Regions from separate parts of the Mus musculus genome. Here regions 1 and 2 are each linked to region 3. The links are chromatin contacts, called in public HiChIP or PLAC-seq and Micro-C maps. All regions are on one chromosome and are shown on one strand. The core of a region is the stretch at or near the end of the contact, and the rest is flanking DNA. Distances in the headings are between cores, read along the strand shown. Region 1 overlaps Kit (KIT proto-oncogene receptor tyrosine kinase). Region 2 has its middle 70 kb from the start of Gm32558. Region 3 has its middle 180 kb from the start of Gm24502.

The links. A called contact is a pair of places that touch in the nucleus more often than the background predicts. HiChIP or PLAC-seq counts read pairs in DNA pulled down with a chosen protein or histone mark.
Region 1: an H3K27ac HiChIP or PLAC-seq map of extraembryonic endoderm stem cells shows a contact between it and region 3, with 2.2 times the contacts expected there. The contact joins two enhancer-like sites. A contact is called at or near these places in 2 of 484 Hi-C or Micro-C datasets (the G1E-ER4 cell line and Sertoli cells), 2 of 115 datasets of contacts at active chromatin or transcription factors (acute myeloid leukemia and extraembryonic endoderm stem cells) and 2 of 9 other capture datasets (adipose tissue and embryonic stem cells).
Region 2: a contact with region 3 is called in a Micro-C map of the G1E-ER4 cell line. The contact joins two enhancer-like sites. A contact is called at or near these places in 24 of 484 Hi-C or Micro-C datasets (ECoMG myeloid progenitors, the G1E-ER4 cell line, the HL-1 cell line and 8 more), 2 of 115 datasets of contacts at active chromatin or transcription factors (acute myeloid leukemia and embryonic stem cells) and 1 of 9 other capture datasets (embryonic stem cells).

What each region holds. Positions count from the first base shown.
Region 1 is chr5:75,645,730-75,648,711 of GRCm38.p6, reverse strand. It overlaps Kit (KIT proto-oncogene receptor tyrosine kinase), which reads right to left. Exons shown (of 21, transcript NM_001122733.1): 14 at 2,726-2,876; 15 at 876-964; 16 at 198-325. Among named protein-coding and RNA genes, the nearest start is that of Gm32558, 28 kb to the left of the region's middle. Within about 2 kb of position 1,506, at least 10 of the 459 cell types and tissues checked have an H3K27ac peak or open chromatin away from gene starts, as enhancers often do. A contact at or near this core is called in the G1E-ER4 cell line and extraembryonic endoderm stem cells, where this site is marked.
Region 2 is chr5:75,743,411-75,746,558 of GRCm38.p6, reverse strand. No RefSeq gene overlaps it. Among named protein-coding and RNA genes, the nearest start is that of Gm32558, 70 kb to the right of the region's middle. Within about 2 kb of position 1,813, at least 33 of the 459 cell types and tissues checked have an H3K27ac peak or open chromatin away from gene starts, as enhancers often do. A contact at or near this core is called in the G1E-ER4 cell line and liver, where this site is marked.
Region 3 is chr5:75,376,038-75,378,935 of GRCm38.p6, reverse strand. No RefSeq gene overlaps it. Among named protein-coding and RNA genes, the nearest start is that of Gm24502, 180 kb to the left of the region's middle. Within about 2 kb of position 1,480, at least 71 of the 459 cell types and tissues checked have an H3K27ac peak or open chromatin away from gene starts, as enhancers often do. A contact at or near this core is called in the G1E-ER4 cell line, extraembryonic endoderm stem cells and liver, where this site is marked.

The DNA.
Region 1 (2,982 bases), core at 257-2,756, 270 kb before region 3:
AAATTAGAACAGGAATTCCAAAGAGACAGAAGTTGGAACGTGAAGAAACGAAATTTTCCCCTGCTTTCGGTTACCACACTTCAAAATGACACTCTGAATTCTAACTAGGACTAGGAAATGTTCAAGGCTTTAAAAAAAAAAAAAAAAAAAAAAAAAAAGGATGCCGTGCTCCTCTCATGAGACTCCATGCCACTTACATTCTTGGAGGCGAGGAACGCCATGCCCTTGGCCACCTGGTAGGAGAAGCTCAGCAAATCATCCAGGTCCAGAGCCAGCTCGTCATCTTCCATGATGGCAGGAGTCACGTCTCTTTCTATGTACGAGTCTATTAGGAAGATAGCAAGGAAAAAAAAACAAAAAACAAAAAAAAAAACAAAACAAGAACCAAAAAACCCTTAGTGGTAAGGAGAGGAGAAGCAGCCTTAGTATCAAAGCTAGCAGTGGATAAGCAGTGTCGACTCCCAGGCCAGTCACCTCCCCAGGGAGGAACAATGGTAGACACAAAGCCAATAGCTATCTGATCATCCCCAGCTGGGTTCCAGAAACCTTAGGATGATGGGGGGGGGGGGGGTCTATCTTCAAAATCTCACAACTGTAACAGTGAGATAGTAGATATAAAAACATGTGCTTTTGCTTGTGTACTGTTAACTGCCACCGGCCAATTTCCTTTGCCACCGGTAGCTCCTTCCAGGGAATGCTGTACTCGCTTCAGTTAGTGGGAAAGAGGCACAATCCCTGCCCCATGTTTCTTCAGACTCAGCCCCTGACCCCTAAGCCCTCTCCCTGAGACAAGAGAAAAAAAAAAAAAAAAAGGAACAAGATTTGATTACAACCCCAGCGTGTTAAGCTGCTCTGGCTAGTTGGTGGGTACCCACCTATTCTTGCGGATCTCCTCTTGTCTGTCTTGGTTGGCACCACGTAGGAAACGCCAGGCTTCATGTCCATATATTCATTTGAACTGTCACTGCAGGAGAGATGCGAGACCCGTGTCAGAACTGAAGGGACTGGACTTGTGAGGCAGGTGGGGGCCATGGCACTGCCAGGCCAGGTTCCCGTTCTCACCCACTTCACCGTGCAGCACTGACTCCAGGGCAAGAAAAGCAATGCAAGCCTTGAATAAAGTTTCAAAATCAGGTTCTGTGGGATACATATATTTGCCATTCAACGCTAAGGTCCAATTCTCAGGGAATTAAATGTCTTGGGGGGGGGGGAATCCAGTTAGAATTCAATGGGGAAAAACAGAGCTAAAAAATGTTACCTCAGGTTACTTCAGACTCTAAATTAGCCCCTACTCAGACAAATGGAAAGTCAACAGGCACTTCGAAGACATTTGAGGGGGGAGATGGTGAACACAGCCACGAAGGGAAGAAGGTTTGAAAAAACCCAAGTTTGGTTCAGATAAACACCAATAATTTGGATGATTTTCTAGACCATCTGGACCTCTTGAATCTGCAACATTTGGCTGGAGACTCTTCAAGATTTCTAGTACTTCCTGCCTCTGATTAGCATAGAAACACCATGACAACAACCTCCTTCAGAGCGTGCTGGTGGCTCCAAACCCATATGGGATCCCAAAGCGCAAAGAACATCACACAGGATGGACCGATTCAGGCCATTATTTCAGAAAGTTTAAAAAACAAAAAACAAAAAAACCACCACAGGGCCCAGTCTCCAGACAAGGCAAAGAGGCTCTTGCCTCCGTATGAGGAGTCTATGTCCAAGAACAACTAACAAAAGGTGGGTTTTGGTGGCATTTTAGTACCATGTTAAACAACTCAAAATTACAGGACTGAAATGAAAGCATGAGGCTTCTCTTGGGACTTTAAGCTTTAGTGGTGGCAAAGGCTACACTGGGCGATGGTAATCGCCCATTAACTGAGGTCTCCTTGGAAGCCTGGATTTAAGGCCTCCAAAGACAAAATCCTGCCATTTAAAGACAGTTGGTATGGCATTTCATGATATTAGTTTCTGGTGCTGGGATTTGAACCCGGGGCTTAGAGTAAACATGAAACAGAGGTAAGATCCGCTCCACAATGGAAGCAGTATAAAATACGAGGGGGCAATTATGATATCCACTGGGCCTGAAGGGTCTCAAGCACATTGGGGAAGAAAGGATGGACAAGCCACAGCCATGACTTCTACTCTGGTTGTGCATCAAACTAGGTTTCCTCCAAGGCTCTTGAACCTGCATATACATCCATCATCCTTTGCATCATCGTCCATGAGAATAATGTCGATGAGGTCCAGAATTCAAACAACGTTCTTTGATAGTGATGTGACTATAATGCAGTAAAATGATGGGGCATGGGATGGGACCAGGGGCGGGGAGAGACTCGGATGCCAAAACAATGCTGATAACTAGTAGTCTACATATGCTGGGTGGTCTTGGCCAGTCTGCGCAGTCTCCAGGACTTAACCACCATAGGACAGCCTTTCTCCTCTTCCCTACAAGTAGTGACACATCCAATCCCACAGGACTAAGGCTGAAGGAAGGACAGAGACACACATTTAAGAGAAATCAGTGACAAATCTCAATTTGAATCTTCAAGGGTACTACTATCTGAACTTCCGGAATAGTTAATCACGCTTAAACAATTTAATAATTCTGATTTCACACCTAGGAGCACCTCTGCTCATTTTTTAAAAGAATCAGCCTTGATTGCAAACCCTTATGACCCCATGAACTGCCTGTCAACAGCTGACTGTTTATGCAAATCAGCCTTACCAGGAAGGCTCCGTTGAGTGCAGAAGGTTCTTATAAAGTGCCGCTTCTGCCTGCTCTTCTTGCTTTGAGAAAATAAACGAGTCACGCTTCCTTCTCAAAAAATTCAAAAGATCACCATAGCAACAATATTCTGTAATGACCAGGGTGGGCCCTATGAGGATAGAAGACAATGTTAGGTATAGGCAAGATGATATACCTTAGATAATCCCGCCTCCTGTAAAAATACCCATGGGTGACCGCGGCTATTAACATTCAGA
Region 2 (3,148 bases), core at 564-3,063, 370 kb before region 3:
GCCACCTCCCGGGATCGTAAATATTGACACTCATCCTTAGAGCAATCAATACCTGCATATTAGCCTCCAATTTCATATATCGATGTGTAGATCTAAAGGCCCCCGGTGAATTTGAGATGACTTCAGCATTTGAGAGCTCTTCCTGGGAGCTGAAAGGCCCACGGCTCTGCCTTCCCCATAATGCCTGGCTATAGAACGGGTGGGTATCTCTAGTGTTTCATCCTCTGTGTTAGCAAAACTTGCAGCAATGTCATTTTAGTAGCAAGCAGACAAAAGGAACGACCTGTTTCTAGGAGTTCTAAGTTAACCAAGTTCTGTAGAACAAAGACTCTGGAATAAATTCTAAAATATATAGCTTTAAGTCCTTTTGTTTAAGAAAAAAAAAAAACACTGTATGCTTGAACTGGGATCTCATTAATCTTTCTTCATATCAAGGGATCAAAGTATCTAGAGACAGCTTTTGCACCCCCTGTCTCCATCCAAGTGTCATGTCCATCAGACTGAATATGTAGGCTGACAGCCTGCCAGCATCCGCACACCTTTGCCACACACAACATGGTTGTCTTGTTGCTCTGTGAGATCTAGTGATGTCGCTCAGTGGTAGGAAACTTACCTGCCATGTGCTAGCTAGTACCTGGGTTTGGTCCCTATCATCAACCCTCCCGGCAATCAAATTGATAAACTCATCCAGGCACGGTGTAAATGAACTACCTGGGGTTCTGGCCAGAAGGACGTGGGTGTCTACAAAGAGCCATCTTTTGTGTTATGAAAGGGAGGGAGGCCTTGAGACAGATAAACCATCCTTCCTCTGGCTCACCCTTCCAACCCCCACCCCATGCACCCCCACCCCCTGAGAGTCCGCTGGGAAAAGCAGGAAGAGCTAAAGGGTATATCCCAAAATAACCGAGGAGCGCTCCAGGCTTCACTCCCTAGCTCTCTTCCCTGCAGAGCTGCTGTTCCCTTAGGCAAAGTTGGCTAGGGTTTGGGCGGTGCAGGTAGGAGAAAACATTTCTGGAACAGCACTCCTTGGGCTGAAATTGTGCAAGGTGAGCACGGTTTCCGGGAGTGGAGGTGGGAATTTGGCAGCTGTGGCAGACAGGATAGGGAACACAGAGGTGAGGTGCAGAGACCCGAGGGGGTTGCTGGGACTACTCCTGCGTTCTGACTTTACATCCCTTCAGACAGTCAGGATTTCTGTCTCCTTTAAAATTGCCTTTCTCCCATCATCTCCCAGACACACGGGATATACTATTCAACTTTTAAAAACTGAAATGAATGACTCCTGGTTTTTTGAAATTATAGATGTCATTAAGTCTTCACAATAAGAAGGTTGTATAATGCAAAACCTGAAGATAAAATGGCCCATACTCACCAGGCAAAGGTTGCCTGGTTATGTTTTAGGTGCATACTTTCAGCCGTGTGTGTGTGTGTGTGTGTGTGTGTGTGTGTGTGTGTGTGTGCATGTACACTCACTCACTCAAGTGGATGCTCTCAATTCAGGAGGGCAGAATGAAACAAAGTTTTCACCTAAGCTACAGCCACTGGTTATGATGTTCAGCAAAACCCAGGGCTCACCAGGGACCTTGCCTGCTGCCCCCCCTCCTCCGCTCCCCCCCCCCCCCAGGCAGCTAAGCAGGCCGTTATATTTCTAATTTACAGTTTGGCTACAGCAGGCAGCTCGGTGATAAGCGCTGCTTGTTTATTTGTCTTTGATGGATGCCAGGTGGACTGTGGTCAGACAATCTTACTTCAGCAGCCCCAGCCCTTTGAATCTACCAAATCCAACAAGAAGCCATTCCCGGAGCAAATTGAAGGTCACACAATGGGCACCCACAACAAAAGGGCAGCCACAATGGTGGCTGCACCAGGAAGAGGAACAACAGAGGGAGAGAAAAGGGGAAGAAAAGCCTGAGAAGGCTCAAGGAGAGGCAGCCAGCAAGGTGGCAAGGCAGGCTGGGCAGCAATCCTGTTTGTGTTAAAGGTTTGCTCGGCAGAAACCCAGCTTTTGTGGATCTTTGAATGACACAACCTGTGTGGCTTCCAGGAATGATCTTAGGTGTTTTGCTCAGTTTGGGCTTTTGTTTTTTTCCTTCTTCTTCCTCTCTGAGAGCTGTTGTCAGCTTGCAAGACAGCATCCTCCTCTAGGACACTTTGGTGCAGGCTGCAAAATTAAAAGCTAGGAGTAACCACGCAGGAGAGTGCACAGGTGGAAAAGCTCGTGAATTCACAGCCTCCGAAAGCTGCAGGCCAGATGTTGCACACCATGGGTTGGCTCCTGAGGTCCCGGGAGCTGAGGGATACAGCACGAGCTTGAGAAGATTGACATTCTGTTCCCAGAAGCCCAAGGCTCTTGGGCCCCCTGTGTTACCTGGAAAATTTTTACAGTCTGAGCTGTGCCATCCATCAGAGATGGCCCCAGCTTGGTCATTTTTCTCTCAGTCTTTGCAGTACTGTAGACTAGAATATAATGAACATATGGTCAGAATTTAAAGAGTTAATGATTTCAGACCTGAAAAGAACCAGGTCTCCATCTTCCACTCAGGGGAAGGGTGCTGGGGTAAGAGGGCGATAGAGCCGGTCCTAATGATGTTCCCCTAAGAATCTATAAAGGCACAGATGCATTCTGGGCCACCAGCAGGGACAGAAACCCTTAACCTATTTTTCTAGAGAACTAACGATAGGCTCAGGGATCCACACGAGGCTTCAGTTGCCAGCTCAGTTCCAACTACAGTATTCGAGAGTCAGGCAGAGTCTGCAAACTGCCCGCCCGGGACTGATGCTCACTTCCTGAGTACACAAACGCACGTTGGTAGATGCTGGGGTCATTCAGAATCCATCAGCTGATTGAGAAAAGTCGTAGGTGAGTCCTGCCTGTGAGCATACTGTATAAGCACAGGTCAATTGTGCTCATGTAATAACATGTACTGAGGTCCAAAATCCTGAAGCAACAATCACGGTGACTTCTACAACGGGACACACACACACATCAGTTCTCCCCCAGACTCTCCAGAATTCATGCTACTGATGCATAGAACGGCAGCCATGAGGAAACTTTAGGTTCCTGATGGTGTCCTCTGGTGATTGGCTGGCTATGATGATCTGGGGAACTGAGGGACCACTATTCCTAAGTCAGGTCAATATTTCAGGG
Region 3 (2,898 bases), core at 231-2,730:
AGCCCCTTTTATAGTGAGTCAGGCACACCCGGTTGTTGCCAGGTAACTGTGGGGCCCGGAGCCTAGACTAAATGTCAACATGTGGATGTCACATTTCCCATAGTACCAGGCACTCACCCACACTTAGCATTGACCTGGCAGACCTCTTAAGCTGCCTCACAACTAAGTCTACACACTTCCTCTGGCCTTTTGTCTCATGATTTCCTGTGTACTGGCTGTAAGACTATCATAGACACCATGGGGGAAGAAATAAGGTCTTTTTTTCCCCAGTTTGACCAAACTATAAAGAAAACCCTGTTCTTTTACTGTCTTAGTTAGGGGTTTTGCCACTGTGAACAGACACTATGACCAAGGCAACTCTCAGAAGGACAACATTTCATTGGGGCTGGCTTACAGGTTCAGAGGTTCAGTCCATTATCATTAAGGGAGGAACATGGCAGCATCCAGGCAGGCATGGTGCAGGCAGAGCTGAGAGGTCTGCATCTTCATCTGAAGGCTGCTAGCAGAATACTGGCTTCCAGGCAGCTAGGATGAGGGTCTTAAAGCCCACACTCACAGTGACACACCTACTCTTACAGGGCCACACCTTCTACTAGTGCCACTGGCTGGGCCAAACATACACAAATCATCACAGTAACCAAGTTTTGCTTCTTAGTTTATTTGAGGACAGGAAGAAAACCAAGTCCGTGGGTGAAGGAGAGTGACTAGTGCCTCCCCAGGATCTGGTGGACGTTCACCTCCAAAGCCATTTTTCTCCCCGCTCCTCACTATGGCTCACCCTGTCTGTGTCCAACTTTCTGGCTTCATGAGTATTTTCCTATTTTTAGATCCTTTCATCAAGTCGAGATTGCCGCTTGGTATGCAGGAATGTTGAGAGATGTTTCATTTCCATCCTCAAGGCTAAATTGCCATTTCTGTCATGAACTCTGATCTGCCCCAAGAAGCAGGCAGAGGGGGGGGCTCAGTTGTTTGTGGGGCTTTCCAGAGCTCCGTATCAGCTGGCAAAGCCCATCAAAGAGAAAGGGAGACTCCGGATCCTACTATGAGTAAATATTATTCACAATGACTGTTTACCAACAGTTTCACATGCCTGTGCTGCTGCCTCATAAGCTGTTTTCAAGGCAGTGTTTATGCAAAGGATTAGGAAAAGGGCAAAAGTCTCCAGGGAGAGGGATCACTAAAGCAATGGCTCTCGGGCATTAAACCGTCAACAACATTAAACCTTTGCTCCACCCTGGAGCCCCGCTTCCCAGCCAACGTTAGACCCCCACGTGTGCTGGCAAAGAGAAAGTCAACAATAAAATCACACATGTCACATCTACCGTACTGTGGACATGCCTAGTGCTGCTTGGGTGTGTCGAGCTCAGCCTGCTGGAAATCCTTATGGTAAACACGCCACCCAGTCCCTCTTTTGTTCTGTAGCTGATGGCAGGGTACAGAACAGCGCGTCTGAACGCAATGATAACAACGCCAGCAAGGGCCCCAACTGTTTGTTAACTGTGTAATGATTAACCAGGGCCAGGGCCCCAGCCTTTGGGCTGTCACTCAGGGAAGTCTATTTAGTAAACAGTCAACCACCAATATCTTAAACAGGTTGAACAGATGGCTCCAGGGTTCAGGCCAACTGTATTTTCTTCAATTCCACACAGCTTGGAGGGAAATGAAGGCCATAAAATCCAAGAAAAGACCAAACAGAAGCACCATCACTACCACCCTCCAGTGTGCAGATCTCTCATCCCTAGGAGGATGAAGTCTGATGGGAGGAGAAGAACAGCCTCTGAGGGGTGGAAATGAAAGCTCTACACAGGAGAGTTTTCTATACAAAGAGTGAGTTGCTGAGCTCTGTCAGAGACTCTGAAAGCTAGGAGGTAAGACTACCAGTGACAAGGTTTTGATGAAACATCCCAAGACTTAAGTCACAGATGCAATGCTGACTCACCACAGAGTTTCTCCATAGCATCTTAGATGTTATAAGTAAGAAAGCATGGTAGACTCTAAGGAGTATCGCAGCTTCAGTGTAACTATGAATGTTGCTCAGCTTCAGCGTAACTATGAATGTTGGTGCTTAATTCAGAACATGTCTACTCAACCATCCTTGCCCTGCCCTGTTCTGCCCTTCCCAGAGTTCTCCTCTGTGCTAGCTTTCTGTTACTGTTACAAATTATTCAAGGTAACCCAACCGAAAGGATTCAGAAAGGTTTGTTTCCAGTCAGTTTTGTACATGACAGAGGAGGTGCTGAACCTTTGATAACTAGGAAAGCAGGGACCCAAGACTCAAAGTCCCTTTCAAGTAAAAATCTATAATGACCCCACCCCCTAAAGATTCCATCTCCTCCTTATAGTGCATGGTCTGGGGACCAAATTTGTCACACAGGACCTTTGATTGACACTTATCCAAACCATAGTGCCCCATTTCTGCATTTGTGCAATGGGAACATAAGGCCTGACTTTGTATATATCTCAACGATTCTGCTGAGATAAATTGATACTGTCTAGGCAAAAGGGCATTACAAATTCAAGCTTTGGGGCTGCAGCCTATTATACTTCAAATAAATGTCATAACAAGCTCTATAGGAGAAAAATAACAGGCACAGTCTATACACTATAACCAGACACATTCTACGCAGATTAGAAGCACAAGCAAAAAAGCATTTAAAAATATGTAAGAAATATTATAAAACCCTACAATCCATTCCTATGGGGGAGGGGGAGGACAGACAGCCTACTGTCCACTGGAGTGAGGGGAGAAATGCAATCCTCAAGACAAACACAGAAGCCCTCTCCCCCAACACACACACACACACACACACACACACACACACACACACACACACACACAGAGAGAAAGTTTCCAGCATAAAGAGGGGTCTGGATTAAGAGCCTAATTGGCTTAGTTGA